Regions from separate parts of the Mus musculus genome. Here all the other regions are linked to region 5. A link is a contact called in public Hi-C and promoter capture Hi-C data. All regions are on one chromosome and are shown on one strand. Each heading gives the region's core, a stretch centred on a gene start, on an enhancer-like site or on the middle of the called end of the contact. The rest is flanking DNA. Distances are from core to core; before and after follow the strand shown. Region 1 holds the start of Rnf122 (ring finger protein 122). Region 2 holds the start of Mak16 (MAK16 homolog). Region 3 holds the start of Ckap2 (cytoskeleton associated protein 2). Region 4 holds the start of Golga7 (golgi autoantigen, golgin subfamily a, 7). Region 5 holds the start of Erlin2 (ER lipid raft associated 2).

Region 1 (2,700 bases), core at 184-2,683, 4.1 Mb before region 5:
CTATCACACACAGCTTGGTTCATTTTCAGGAAATTAGATCCGACCAGCAAAAGGAGGAAGGAGGGGGGATGGGGGCTACTCATACACATGCGGCCCAAACCCTGCTTTAAAACAAAAGACTCTTGAAATAATTAGTCCAAGATCATGCAGAAGTCTACTTAAGAATGGATTTTTCACAAGCAACCAGACTGCCATACCAAAAAACTTAAAAAAAAAAAAGTTAGCTTCTTTCCACCTCGCCAACTTGCCTAGAAAAAGTGATCAAGATTTTGGGTACTTCTGGGGGAAGGGTGGGTGGTATTAACATCGAAGACTTGGCTCAGAAAGATCCAACAGGTAGCCTAGACAGGAAATCCAGACCCGCTTTCTAACCTGTAACACCTGAGCTGCCCCAAAGCCTCAGATGAACTAATTTAGCATCATCACGCGGTGGGGTGTGGGAAGCGGTTGGTGGTGGGTGGCTGGCTGTGCTGGAAGGTACCGTCACCACCTAGGCTGAAAGCAGACCCCAGGGTCTGGCCTTATTGCCAGAAAGCAAAGCTTTTGCCAGGCCAGCCCTGAGCTGGGGGCCCAGCTTTCTTTCTGCAAGGCTTTATCTATTCAGTAAAGCGACGCTCTTTTAATCCAGCGTCTGGCCCCTAGGAGCCAGTGAAAACCAACAAAGAAAAAGAAAGTCACCCCGCGCCTTGTCCCGCACGCTGCACTGTATACATATTTAAAATAGCCTGCAAAGTTTCAGAACCGGAACTTGAGCTCCCTCTAGGAGATCCTAGCCCGAGCGCGGATTTAATTCTCCAACCACCACAACAAAGAACAGAGTTTGAGAGCGCACAAAGGCAGGCGAAGGGGTAGAAGAGATGGACCGCCATACAAAGGCCGGGAAGACTCGGCTCACACGCCCCTGGCCCTCCACTCGCTTCCAGACCCCCTTTATTCCCAACAAAGTGAATGGGATCTTTCTAACTGCGCGCTGTGCAGAGCCCAGCAGGGCGCCAGGACGCCTTCTGGGCCGTCCCAGACACCGGGAAACTCGGCTCAGGACCTGAACCTGCGCGGTCCCTGTTCTCCCACCGGTCCAGGGACTCACCGTTACACCACTGGAATGGGTGCATCAATGAAGTCAAGGTCGGCTTCCGGGAGCAAACCGAGGCAAGGTGTTGGAGCTGGAGGGGCTGTGCACTGAGACCGCCGGGATGGAGATGCAACTCCCGGAGGAGTGGAGTCAAGGGTTACAGAGAGGCCGGTTTGCAGAGCAACAAAGAGGGCAGAGGAGGAAGCAAAGTCTTTTCGGAGCGAAGCCCTACCGAGGGCCCGGGCCGGGAGGGCAGCCGAGAGAGCCGGGATGCCCGGCCGAGAAGGCAGTAGCCAGGACACGAAGCCGGGCTTGGGTCCCACTGCGCTGAGCAGTGCGCGCTGGGATTCCGAAAACTGACACCGCACGGCTCACACCCCCCTCCCTAGGACTGCTCCCTCCCGGGAGCCCGCCCCCTTTTCGTCACCTGCCCTCCGGCCAATGGGAGCCTTTCTCCTGCCCTGGGGTATTATTTACAAGCCAGTTTACCCTCTGGACAGGGGAGCTTTTTTCTGGGTAGATTCCTACCCCGCCTCCTAGCCAGACCTGGGGAGTCCCTAGCCTGCAGAACGGCGTGAGAGGCGACGCCTGCAGGGGGCGAAGATCGCCGCCTCCTAGGACCCGGGCGGGGAGGGCTATGGTGGTGGAATGACACGAGGATTAGTGCCACTTTTGTTTTCCGCCTACAGATCCGTGTCTGTCTCGAATTTCTATAGCTCTGTAGAAGGCAGTCCTGGGAGTTGGTTCCACTTGTCCTTCGCCTTTAGACCTGGTTATGCGTGGCAGCTAGCGCATTCCCAGACCCACCGCGAAAGGAGAGAACTGAGGCAAAGAGGGCAAAGCAGATGAAACTCAAAACTCCATCTTCAAAGGGCTATTGTTCTCACATCACTTCAGGACAGAGCCTTCTTTTACAAACAAGAATAAGGCCTAAAGCTGAAGGCCATACCGTGCCAGGATTCCAATCTCCTAGACTGTGGCGAAAACCCGGAAACTGGCTTTGTCAATGGCCGGGACAGGGGTCTTGCTTCGGTGTTGAATGGACAGGGGATGAAGGGGGGGGGGGATCTCAAATCTCCATGTAGTATTATTTATTTTGGATGACATTGCATAGTTTATTTTATATGTTTATTATTTTGCTAATGGAAAGCTATTTGGTCCTAACTGACCTCCAACTCCAGAGATCTGCCCTCCTCTGTCTCCAGGGTGCTAGGATGAAAGGCCTGTGCCACCATACTCAGGCTTGTTTATGTATGCTTTTGTTTATCTTTCCACTTAAAAGAAAGTATTACCATCAGTGCATAGAGTATCATTGAAAGTACCCCGGTGCAAGGCGCCACAGCCACGTTCAGAAGCAGTGTGTTGAGTAGACCCACAAATAAGCAAGCAAAACGGCCTGCTCTTCCTTTGTCAGGACTTATCATCCCACTATTGATTTGTTGGAACTGAGTCTCTGGCCCCTGAGCGAGCTAATGCATGCGAATGAATGTTTTGCCATTTCCAAGCACAGTCGTTAAAGTATCAAATATCCTGACCTGCATCTCAGGGCTGCTGGAACAAATGCAATCTTCTTATCTCTGGGGATGGTCGGATAGTCTCCAAATCCAGAAGGCCTTTGTGGACGGTGA
Region 2 (2,700 bases), core at 57-2,556, 4.1 Mb before region 5:
ACACCCTGATGCCACAACTTACTGCATTACCTCAATGTGATTCTCTACCTAATTATCACTTACTTCTACCGCATTCTCCCAATAAACCTTCCTTTCTTAAAAGATATTTTATTTACATTTCAAAGGTTATTCCCTTTCCTAGTTTCCCCTCCGAAAATCCCCTACCCCCTCCCCCTGCTCCCCAGCCCACCCACTCCCATTCCTGGCATTCCACTCCAGGCATTCCCTTATACTGGGGCATAGAACCTTCACAGGATCTAGGGCCTCTCCTCCCATTGATGACCGACTAGGCCATTGTCTGCTACATATAAACCTTTCTAAAAGAACCTGTCTCCACTAACTTACTTTGCGTTATCCTCATCGTTATCACCATTGCCAGCATCCGGCTATGACCTCCCTGTAAAACTCAAGTTGGTCTCAAGCTCCCGAACCAACCTCCCCACTAGCTGAGTGTTCACAGCTGCCTCGTTGCTTTTACAGCACTTAACAGTACTTAAACATTATATTATACAGTTTATGGTACAAGTCTCTGAATCCCATTGCTAAGTAAGGACCTTGAGGGTGTAGAACATTGTTCCCCTTCATTGCTCTGTCCGGGACTGTATTTGGCACATGACAATTTCTTCAAAATCACTTGAACTACTTAATGGCTTTCAAAAGGGAGAACTGGGGAAGCAACCCTCATTTTATTATCACTCCTGCTGACCTTTTAAAAGCACTTTCTCAGGCCTGGATAATGGCTCAGGAAGGAGTGTGAGTCTGGTAACCCGAGTTTGATCCTTACAGAAGGAGCAAGGGAGCGACAGTAGAATCTGTCCGTTTGGGGGTCACATGCATACAGGTTTTTTTCGTTTGTTATGTTGTTTCCCCATACGACACTGCCGTGTGTGTTTCAAAGTGAGAACGGAGATGGCTGCTAGAAGTTCCCGCGGGTTGGTAAAAGAGCTGACGGCTTCAGGCTTTCCAGGCACGCGGCCACGGCCAGAAATGGGACGGTAATTAGCATTAAAGCCCCGCGCGTGCACAAGTGACTCGGAGGGTGCGCCTTGGGTTAGAGAGGACAAAGAAGCCCCACTTTTTAGAGGTTTGGAGCTCGCGCAGAGACACAGCAAGCAGGACAAGACGATATGTGCGCTCCTAGGGCAAGGGCTGCCGGAGGCGAGCACGCCAGGATCCAAGCGTGCGCTGGCGCGGAAGCGCGCATGCTCACTGTGCCCGGGGACGTCACGGGCTTCTGGGACACTGAGACGTTCTCGCGATAGGTTAGTGGCTCTCCGGAAGTGGCTCCGCGGAAGAAGCGTGGCCGCTTCCCCGGTCCTTCCTAATGCGGCGAGCTGAGCTGCCGGCACCATGCAGTCGGACGACGTGAGTTTTCCTCCTCTCGCCTTGGCACCACTGGGTTTTGCGCGGCATTTCGCTCATTTAGGATTCAGTCCCGCACGCTCAGACGGCCCGTTTGTCTCCGCTTCTCCCGGATGGCGAGACTTGCAGAGCCCCGATTTCCGATAGTGGCTTCCCACGCGCGTGTAGAAGGCCAGGCCACCCCAGCCCCAGCCCGCCGGGTGGGCTTCCTTAGTCCCTAGTGCTTGGCAGTGAAGCCCTTTGTGCCAGCTGCCATCTGAACGGCAGTTGTCTCGGGGTGGCAAGGCGGGAGAGATGCGATGTTTAAAATCCGTGCTTAGGGAACTCCTCCATGAGCGCTACCTCTCCAGTGTTAGGCTTTTTATTTTGCTCTGCAGCCTGCCCGAGGCGTAGTTTCGGAAGTAAGACTTCGTTTGTCTGTTCACAGAGTTGTAAGTACATAGCCAGTATCCAACTGGTGTAGGTTCAGTGTGATGATTGGTTGTTAACAGTCGGGCAAAAGACATTTAAAAAAAACCAAAAAAACCTCTGCTCTCATGAGCACTCTGGGGATGGAGAATAACGGTACTATGAAAGAGGAGTAATGGAGAAAGAGCGGTAGATCAGTCACATTGGGCTAAAAACCCCAGAATTGGGACTGAGGCAGCCACTGAAGAGCCGTAGGAATAGTAAAGGTACAAAGATGAGAGATAGGGAAGGACTTGTTACAGGAATCCAGAGGATGAGGGGGAGACTGGATTTGATAGGCTTGCCCGGACAAGGTCAGGGAGAACCTTGAAGGAAATGGTTTCCAGGTCTTTTTTAGTGGGAACTAGGGAGAACTGTTGTATTTTTTTTTTTTTTTAATTTAAGAAGAGCGTGAAAATGAGAGTTGCACTGGGGTATGTTTACCATCGGGATCCTTTTAGAGATGCTAAGTGGGCAGCTGGGCGCACAGACAAATCCGGTGCCCAGGAAAGAGGTGTGACCAAATGATGTGTAAGAGGTCTGACCACGAAGCTGAATAATACACCCACTCCACTTCTCGTTTCCTACAATCCTTACCCCTGTGTGTTTTATTCTTTGGCCCTTCGTTCTTCCCCCCTTTAACTGCTCTAGGGTCCTTCTTGGCTCTTCAGTGCAGTCCATCTAGAGACCTTTATGCTCACACACACACCCCCATATGTGGCTTTAGTGATTGCAACTTGATGCACCGTTTTTATATACTATGCACTTCACCAGGTTCCGGGATGTAAGGACCGTAGGATTGTTCTCATCCAGCAAACGCCAGGGTTTGTGTTTGGAGACGGCAGTGCCTTTACTTTAGAGTGCAGAACACATTAGAGAGACAAGGTAGAA
Region 3 (2,700 bases), core at 195-2,694, 4.8 Mb after region 5:
AACCTTTGAGGTTCCAATCAGTTAATCAGTTTGAAGATGTAGCTTTTTTCCTAGAAATATGTTTCACACATGTCATTTTTCTGAGGGAGTACAGCAATGAACCACCACTGTTAGCATGTCTGGGTTTTATGTTGGTGACATGTTTAAATGATGGGCGTCAAAGGTTAAGGCAGCATGCCTAAAAAGACAAACATAGACAAATTGTTCAACAGGAGTTGGTTTTGTTAGCATTCTGTCTAAGCTCCGCCCCACAGTTACCTGGCAATAGCCAGGCTTGCCTGACTCACTATGAGAGGGGCTGCTTGCTACCTCTGCCCTCTTCCCTCCTTTGCTCTCTCTTGTCTTCTTGCTCCTGCTCTGTCCTCTCACCCCTACTCCCCCTTGTCTACATGTGCTCTCAGCCAGCCTCTATTCCTCAACTCTCTCTGCCTTTCTCTGTCTCTAATACCCTTTTAACTCCCTTCCCCATTCCCTGAGTAAACTCTATTCTATACTATACCCATGGGCCTGCGGGGGCACCCCATACCTGACTACACATCCACCAAAACATATTCCTTCTTTCCTTTATCTTTTTATAACACACAATAGGTTTAACTTCACAGAATTATATCCTGCCTTGAAAGAGCAGAGGGTTATATCCTCAGTTTTCTTTTTCTTCTGTCTCCTACACTTGTTTGCATTTCACAAATGCATATATAAATGCACAGAAAGGGCTGGGCATAGAGTTGTAATCTTAGCACTCAGGAGGTCAAGGAAGACTGCAAGTGAGTTCTAGGCCAGCCTGTGCTACGTAGCAAGATTTTCAATAAAATAACAGCACAAAGGTAGATCTCAACTTAAGATTTTGTTTGCAAAGTCGGGCAAGTGGTGGCACACGCCTTTAATCCCAGCATTTGGGAGACAGAGGCAGGTGGATTTCTGAGTTCGAGGCCAGCCTGGTCTACAGAGTGAGTCCCAGGGCAGCCAGTGCTATACAGAGAAACCCTGTCTTGAAAAACCGAAAAAAGAAAAAAAAAAAAAAAGGTTTTGTTTGCAAGCTGTGCAAACACGAGACACCTAACATCTGAGCTCATCATCTCGCTTGCGAGGTATAATCGCAACCTAATTCTGTTAAGCAGCTCCAAAGATCATTCGGGAACTTGTCCTCAGGGAAAGCAATGAGCCTTATCCCTAAGGAGCGCACCAGCATTTGACAGGTGCAGTCACTGCGGTCCTTTGGCTTCCTCTGGGCTGTGTCTGAAGACATGTCCTGACTTGTCAAGCCTGGTCCTGCTATATCCTGAGGATTCAACAAGCCCGCTCCAACGGCGTCATCCATCCAGTTGGGAGAGCTTTGTTCGATTTTGAAATTTCTCGCCGGCTGCCAAGTCTCTGGATTCTGGGACGGCCCCGCCCCTCGCCTGGGCCCCGCCCCTCCGCGCTCATTGGTCCGTTCAATCCACGCCGGCGCCGAGGCGCGCTCATTAAGCGATGGCAGAGTCCAGGAAACGCTTCCTTGGCAGGGCTGCGAGGAATCCCTTGCCGGTGACCCGGGACCTGCAGCTGCCCCCGACCAGGCGAGACCAGCCGGCCTTCCGAGGTGAGCGATGGCACGGGGCCTCGGCCGCTAACTCTCTCTGAGAGCCCAGGCCGCTGCCGAGGGTAGCGCGTGGCTCGGCTCCTGCCGGGGCCAGCGGTTTATCTTCGGGGTCTGAGGGCGGGGGCGGGGCTGCCCGGACCCCCGACTGCGCCTGCGCGCGCGCTCGCTAGCTCCCGGGTTCTCCTATCTCTGTGCTTGGAACGTGGAGGTGAGGCTGGGACTGTTTGCATGATGTCCTGGACGTTTTGGAAAAATGGAGTTGAATGGTCTGCAGCAAGAATGTGGAAAACTTATGTAAGTTGGTCAGAATTTGGCGACTGGTATCAGATCTCTCTACACAGTTGTTTCTGGAACCCTATATTGAAATGTGTTCCCTGCAATTTTCACTCGATTAGGACATTTGATGCTATTTATTTATTTATTTATTTATTTGGGAGGATGAACCTCAGAGCTTTGTATACGCTAGGCAAGTATTCTATCATTGAGCACAAGCTAGAGTCCTGAGAGGAGGGAACCTAAACTGAGAAGATGTTTCCACAAGATCAGGCAGGCTGTAGGCCAGCCTGTAGGGCATCTTCTTAATTAGAGATTGATGGGAGAGGGAGGGCCCCGCCCATTGTGGGCGGTGCCACCCCTGGGCTAGTGGTCTTGAGTGCTATTTAAAAACAAAAACAAACAAACCAGGCAGAGCAAGCCTTGTAGCTACACTTCTTCATGGCACCAAGTTCCTGCCCTAACTGCTTTTGATGATGAGCTAACTGTACTATGGAGATATTAGTAAATGAACCCATTCTTCCCCAAGTTGCCTTTGGTGAGAGTGTTTTCATCACAGTAATAGTAAGCCTAAAACAGCACCTTGCATGTAATTTCTGATTCATGGGATCATTTGTCTAAATTGAGAAATCTCCTATTGTGTTGTTATAGGAATAATCTCTTTTCCCAGGGAGGAGACACTCCACACCCTTAGTGGTTACTCTTTAAAGCTCTTTAGTAGAAGTTGTTCGCTCTGGCTAGCACCCAAGGAAGAGCCAGCCCTGAATACGAGACTTCATTGGCTTTTTAAACACTTTAGACTGGTGCTTTCTTGTCGCTTTGGTTTTTGTTGTTGTTTTGAGACAGGG
Region 4 (2,700 bases), core at 92-2,591, 3.8 Mb after region 5:
CCCTGTCTCAAAAAACCAAACAAACAAACAAATAAAAAACTGTCTTGGTCATGGTTTCCCTTCACAGCAATGGAAACCCTGAGGCAGTACGTGAATGAATAAATGGGGAAAGTCACAGAAATGAAATTACGTATGGCACAACAGAGGAATCTCAGTAGAATCTATACAATAAGAAGGAGACGAAAAACTCTGATTCAATTTAAGTGAAAGTTAAGAAAACACAAGTTTGTTTCTAGTGACAGAAAGGTTAGTACTGGGCAAAGGGGGTCTGCTGAATGGCTGAAAGGTATGACTGTAAAGAGTAAGGAAGTTTTTAGAGGTGGTGTTTATTATCTTGATTGTACTGATGGTTTAAGGGCATGGACGTGGTAGAAGTTAACAAATTATGTCCACGTTAAATGAGTGGGTTTACTATACACCCTTTATTGGGATAAAGCTATTCATTTTTGAGACAGGGTCTCACCATGACGATCTGGCTGGCCTGGTACTATTTAGGTAAACTGGGGTGGGCTTGAACTCAGAGATCACCAGGGAGTGGACGACCTCTGCCCTGTCCCCCGCCCTATGCTGGAAATTTTTTTAATGCTATTTTTAAAACCCCAAAAGAGAAATCAATTATCGTGACAACTGATCAAGTATCTAATCAATTATCAGTATACTAAAAAGTTGTACTAGAACATCGCCACCACCAGACGTGCATAGGGATTTTCCTGGATGTCTTGCAAAGATACAGTCAGTAAAGTGGGGACCAATGAGAGAGAACTGTTGTTGGTCCAGTCGGGTCACCTAAGCGGGTATAGCTGGTGTACATGTCTCTGGGACGAAAAAAACCAACACCTCAAGAAGAATTGGAGAAGGGATGCAGGATAATGCAGAACAGGAATACCATCTCCTCACTCTCGTTCAAGAGGGTTCCAGGGGCCAAATGCATCCCCAGTAGTGCGCTTTGTAGTTGTAAATATCTGTGTCTGTTGGAATTGGAGAGTGACGGTTGTTTTTGTGGAGCGAGGTGGGTTAGCCCACGTGAAAGCTGGAACGCTTAATCAAGAAGGGAACTATTCCTGTGCCCACAAACCACTTCACCACAACCAACAGGGAATTCCGAGTCTCTAACCCCGGCGTCTTTCCCGGAACTCCCGGATCCACCGATCACGTCCACCTCATCATCATCATCTTCTTCCGCCCGGAAGGGTTTCATTCGCCTACACTAGGAAGACTTCTCTCCCAGCCACCGCGCACCTCACCGCAACGCGCAGCCGCGGAGGCGTCGCTTTACGGCCGGAGGGGGCGGGGTGTCAACGTGCGGCACAGAAGGTGTTCGGGAGAGGCTAGGTTTTTTTGCGACAGGACGTAAGCGGCGACGGAGGTGGCGCGACAGCTGCTGGAGGGCCGAGGAGGCGGGTTTGTGTTTCCAGGGCCGAACCAGGATGTGGGGGGGCGCGGGTCCTGGGCTTGGGTAGCTTGGAGTCCCTCGGCTACAGCCATGAGTGAAGGGGATCGGCGAGGGGGGAGGCCTGGGGCGTCTTTGGGCGGTGGGTGGCTCCGAAGGGCTGGCGGGCCGGAGAGCCGGCTCTAGGCCGGCCATCTGACCCCGTGTCTTGCCCGAACTCGCAGAGCGGCGGGTCCTGTCCTCGCCATGAGGCCGCAGCAGGCACCGGTGTCCGGGAAGGTGTTCATTCAGCGAGACTACAGCAGCGGCACGCGCTGCCAGTTCCAGACCAAGTTCCCCGCGGAGCTGGAGAACAGGGTATGCAGCCCGGCTTCCCCTGCTCCTGGCCCTGCTCCTGGCCCTGCCCCTGGCCCTGGGGAGGGGAGAGTCCCTGGAGCGGGAGGGAGTGTCTCACGGTTCGGGAGAGCATGAGACGTCAGGATTCATGGGAAAAGATATACGAAGGAGGTACGGTCTAGTATTTGGAGAAAGACCACTAAGGCTAATGCTCAGAGTACAGTGATCATATAGAACTTTTAGGATGCTGGCCCGCAGTCCACCCAAGAGTGTCCTTAACAGGATGCCGACACACACACACACACACACACACACACACACACGGTACTTGACACCTGGTTGAAGCTCACACACACACACACACTCACTCAGTTATTGACATCTTGATGAGGTGCTAATTCCTGGAACTCCAGGCCACCTCATACCTCCTGTGGTAACCTATATCCTACTGCCTCAGACACGCGAAAGACAGCGTCATAGTCATGACTGGTATCTGTGGTCACTGTGCTGGTCATACTGTTCAGCTGAAAGGGTTTATTAGGGATGTGCTCGGCAGTCCAGACAGGCCTTCTTGGAACCTGAAAAACGTACACGGTCCCGGGCAGGAACGGCAAAGGAACTTGTAGCTGAACCAACCCTGACTCCCAGTCATTATCACTGGGAACTTCCTGTTTGCCTTGCATATCAAAACGGTCATGGGGCAGAGGTCCTTTGGGCAACCTTGTAAACAAAGATGAGATTTGTGTACCATTCCTTCAGATTTAACCACACCAAAAAAAAAACAAAAAAAATCTACTCGTCTACCCAATGTGATCCTCCTTTTGTTCTTCAGCGATATTACTCAGATTCTATTTCCTGTTCATAAATCAGTTTCTGAAGGATGAGGAACTTGGAGGGTAATTAAGCATGGTGTGGGTGTGGGGCTAAGAAATGCTGCTTGTGGACTAGGTAGGTGGAGATGAGTGTGTACTAGA
Region 5 (2,700 bases), core at 196-2,695:
TAAAGGCAGTTTTAAGTTTATAGACTTAAATAAAGACACGCGTGCACCTTATAAGCGGTGAGGGAGCCATCTGTCTCTGCCTTACCTGTAATATACTCCAATATGTCCCTCTTCTATCTTGTGCACAGCTGAGAAGAGAGATGCACAAAAGAAACTGGAAGCCACGGCCACAACAGCTCCCAACTGAGCCATCAGTGAACCTGTATCCTAGAGAGAAGATATGGGACAATGTGTAGCCTGACGTACAGGAGAGCCACCAAGCTGAAGCTCACGTAAAGTGATTCTGGGGCAGCCTGCTGTAACACACACACACTACTTGCCAGATCTACAACTCACTGTGTCCTTGTTCTCAGTCAACATTCCGTTCCTTAACTGTGGAAGTATAATTCCCATTGAAGCAAGGGGGCATTAGCTCCAGAAACAGCTATACCTAAGAGAGATTTGGTGCCATTTGGGCAAGGTTCAAAACACAGCCTTCTCTCCCCTTCACGTTAACATGTTGTCAACAGAGCCATTTATACTTGTAAGGAAGAGAGGCAGCTGCAGGGTGCTGGCCCAAATTACAGAGGATGTCAAATGACAGGCAGCTGTGGCTATGTATTTCTGGTCAGAGCCTCCTACTTCTAATTGCCTGCCATTTCGAAGGAAACCACCAGTCATTCCCTTAGGACCCTGAGGGGGGGAAGAGAGAGAGGGAGGGAGGGAGAGAGAGAAGAGCAAGCAACTGAGTTCCGACGTAGGATTCTCTCTCTGATCTGTCCTCCACCTTCTCTGTTGTTCCTTTGGACTTAAACGGGACAGATCTCTATGTAAAACTGTAACACATTCTCCCATATCCTTTGCCCCCGCAAGCCCCATGGTTATAGGAAACTGGAAATGTCTCAGGCTGGAGACTCTGGACTACTCCGAAGTGAGGGTGGGGTGGGGTGGGGTGGGATGTCCCCAAATGTCCAGGGTCCCAGATGCCACAGAGTTACATGTAGACACTCATTTCCTGAACCCTGAAGGATCTGGAAAACACTACAGTGACGGACGTGCACACCGGGCACAGGGCACGGAGTCCACCTCTCAGGTCTGACTAATTTACTTATTTTTTACCGTAGCGGCCTTCAGCTACCGAGCAGCAGGAGTGTCCTCTCTGCAAATGTCCTCACTACCACCCCAAAGCCACCTCTTGCCCTTTCCCCGCCCTCCTCCGCGAGGCAGACACGGCCGAGAGCTTCCGCTCGGACCCGTGGGCAGGGGACTGGACTCCCGGGTGGGCGAGCTGAGGGGGCTCAGGACGTCAGCTCCAGCCGCGCCCACCCCCCGAGCCTCAGCGATGCCGAGCGTGCACGGAGGGGCGGCGGCCGCGTACCAGGCTGTCCCTCCAGGCGCTCCGTACACAGCCGAACCCCCGTGCAACCGTAGAAACCGCCACACCCCTCAGCACCCTACTTCCTTCCGGGCCAGTCGCTTCGATGACGCCATCAGTCCGCGCGCGCGCAAAAAATAAAAAAAATAAATAAATAAAAAGAAGACCCCGCCCACACCACACCCCTGTGCTCGTCCGGCCGCTCCGCCCCCTCGCGCTGCGAGCCGCAGTGTTCGGCGGTGGCGCCAGGGGACGCTCGCGAGCTGGCACACTGGCTGCGCACCTAGGCTTGCGGGTTTTAGGATGCCCAGGGCTGGCAGAGCGGGCTCCGGACACCAAGGCTCTGGTATCACCTTCCGAGGCGCTGGCTTCGGAGGTTGCTAGAGATTCTCCTTCGCTTCAAGTCCGAGCTGGATTTCTTTTCTTCTTCCGGAGCCGGGATCAATGCGATGCAGCGTTCTTGTCCTTCTGCTCGCTTCTTTTCCTGCTGCATTAGCCGAAGGAAACTTTCAAAGGTGCAGATTATGACGTCGCCAGTCAACAGTCCTACTCTGAGTTGCCCTTTATACTTTTCTGAGAGCTTTGTTTGGCCTTGAGGTCCCCACAGCAACATAAAGTAATTAACAAGGAATTATTGTTCCGATTTTTAATGAACGGATTCTGAAATCTGTGAGTGCTGAGGTCAACAGCAGTTGTTGAAAACTTAGCATTTCCTTAATAGTTCGGGCTTCCTGTCTTGCTTAACACATGCCATGGTGAGCTTTTGTCTGTCATCTGCACCCCCCCCCCCCCGGGGGGGTATAGCAGACCAGGAAGAAAACGTTTTTCCTAGCCTAAAGCCCTCACATGACCTCACCCTGCCATAGCGTTACCTTTGGACATTCATACTGGGCCTTTTCTCCGTTTTGTCCTGGGGCTGGAACTAAGGGCTTTATGGCTGTCCTCTATCCCCAATCTGCTTCTTTAGCAGGAAATTTCTAAACCGGCCACTGCAGTCATTTTGTTTGCAGGCCAGGAAGTGCCCACTTTAACTCCTGCTTTTAGTACATGAAAAGGCTTTTCCGTACAGTAGATGGCCAGTGGTCAATGTCCGACGATTTTAGGACTCAGGAAAAGAAGAGTAAAGGAACCCCTTTGTCTTCTCCCAAAAGCCAAGGCACTGAAACTGAATTCAAAGTTCCGGGAAGCCAGATGTTTGGTGACAGCAGAAGAAAAGCAGCTGCCCCCAATCCCAGACACCCAGTGGCTGCAGAAGAAGACAACAGACCAAGTAGTTTCAAAACAGCTTGTCTAAGGGACCCAGCAAACTCCCCATTCTGCCCCTAAAGATCCCCCTCCCACTTCCC

The links. Promoter capture Hi-C pulls out the DNA fragments that hold promoters and counts their contacts. A called contact is a pair of places that touch in the nucleus more often than the background predicts.
Region 1: a promoter capture Hi-C map of pre-B cells shows a contact between it and region 5. The contact joins the promoter of Rnf122 here to the promoter of Erlin2 in region 5. A contact is called at or near these places in 2 of 39 promoter capture datasets (cranial neural crest and pre-B cells).
Region 2: a contact with region 5 is called in a promoter capture Hi-C map of liver, with 3 times the contacts expected there. The contact joins the promoter of Mak16 here to the promoter of Erlin2 in region 5. A contact is called at or near these places in 3 of 39 promoter capture datasets (cranial neural crest, liver and pre-B cells) and 2 of 484 Hi-C or Micro-C datasets (B cells and CD4 T cells).
Region 3: a contact with region 5 is called in a Hi-C map of CD4 T cells, with 5 times the contacts expected there. The contact joins the promoter of Ckap2 here to the promoter of Erlin2 in region 5. A contact is called at or near these places in 1 of 39 promoter capture datasets (pre-B cells) and 1 of 484 Hi-C or Micro-C datasets (CD4 T cells).
Region 4: a promoter capture Hi-C map of pre-B cells shows a contact between it and region 5. The contact joins the promoter of Golga7 here to the promoter of Erlin2 in region 5. A contact is called at or near these places in 2 of 39 promoter capture datasets (liver and pre-B cells) and 1 of 484 Hi-C or Micro-C datasets (CD8 T cells).

Annotation. Positions count from the first base shown.
Region 1 is chr8:31,110,560-31,113,259 of GRCm38.p6, reverse strand. Rnf122 (ring finger protein 122) reads right to left here and starts at 1,433. Exons shown (of 6, transcript NM_001368375.1): 1 at 1,088-1,433. The coding sequence starts at 1,112.
Region 2 is chr8:31,167,330-31,170,029 of GRCm38.p6, reverse strand. Mak16 (MAK16 homolog) reads left to right here and starts at 1,306. Exons shown (of 10, transcript NM_026453.3): 1 at 1,306-1,365. The coding sequence starts at 1,351.
Region 3 is chr8:22,184,563-22,187,262 of GRCm38.p6, reverse strand. It overlaps Ckap2 (cytoskeleton associated protein 2), which reads left to right and starts at 1,444. Exons shown (of 9, transcript NM_001004140.2): 1 at 1,444-1,579. The coding sequence starts at 1,471. Gm29878 (a long non-coding RNA gene) reads right to left here and starts at 1,235. Exons shown (of 2, transcript XR_378798.3): 1 at 1,184-1,235; 2 at 111-178.
Region 4 is chr8:23,255,721-23,258,420 of GRCm38.p6, reverse strand. Golga7 (golgi autoantigen, golgin subfamily a, 7) reads left to right here and starts at 1,341. Exons shown (of 5, transcript NM_020585.2): 1 at 1,341-1,747. The coding sequence starts at 1,637.
Region 5 is chr8:27,022,564-27,025,263 of GRCm38.p6, reverse strand. It overlaps Erlin2 (ER lipid raft associated 2), which reads right to left and starts at 1,445. Exons shown (of 12, transcript NM_153592.3): 1 at 1,358-1,445; 2 at 86-207. The coding sequence starts at 192.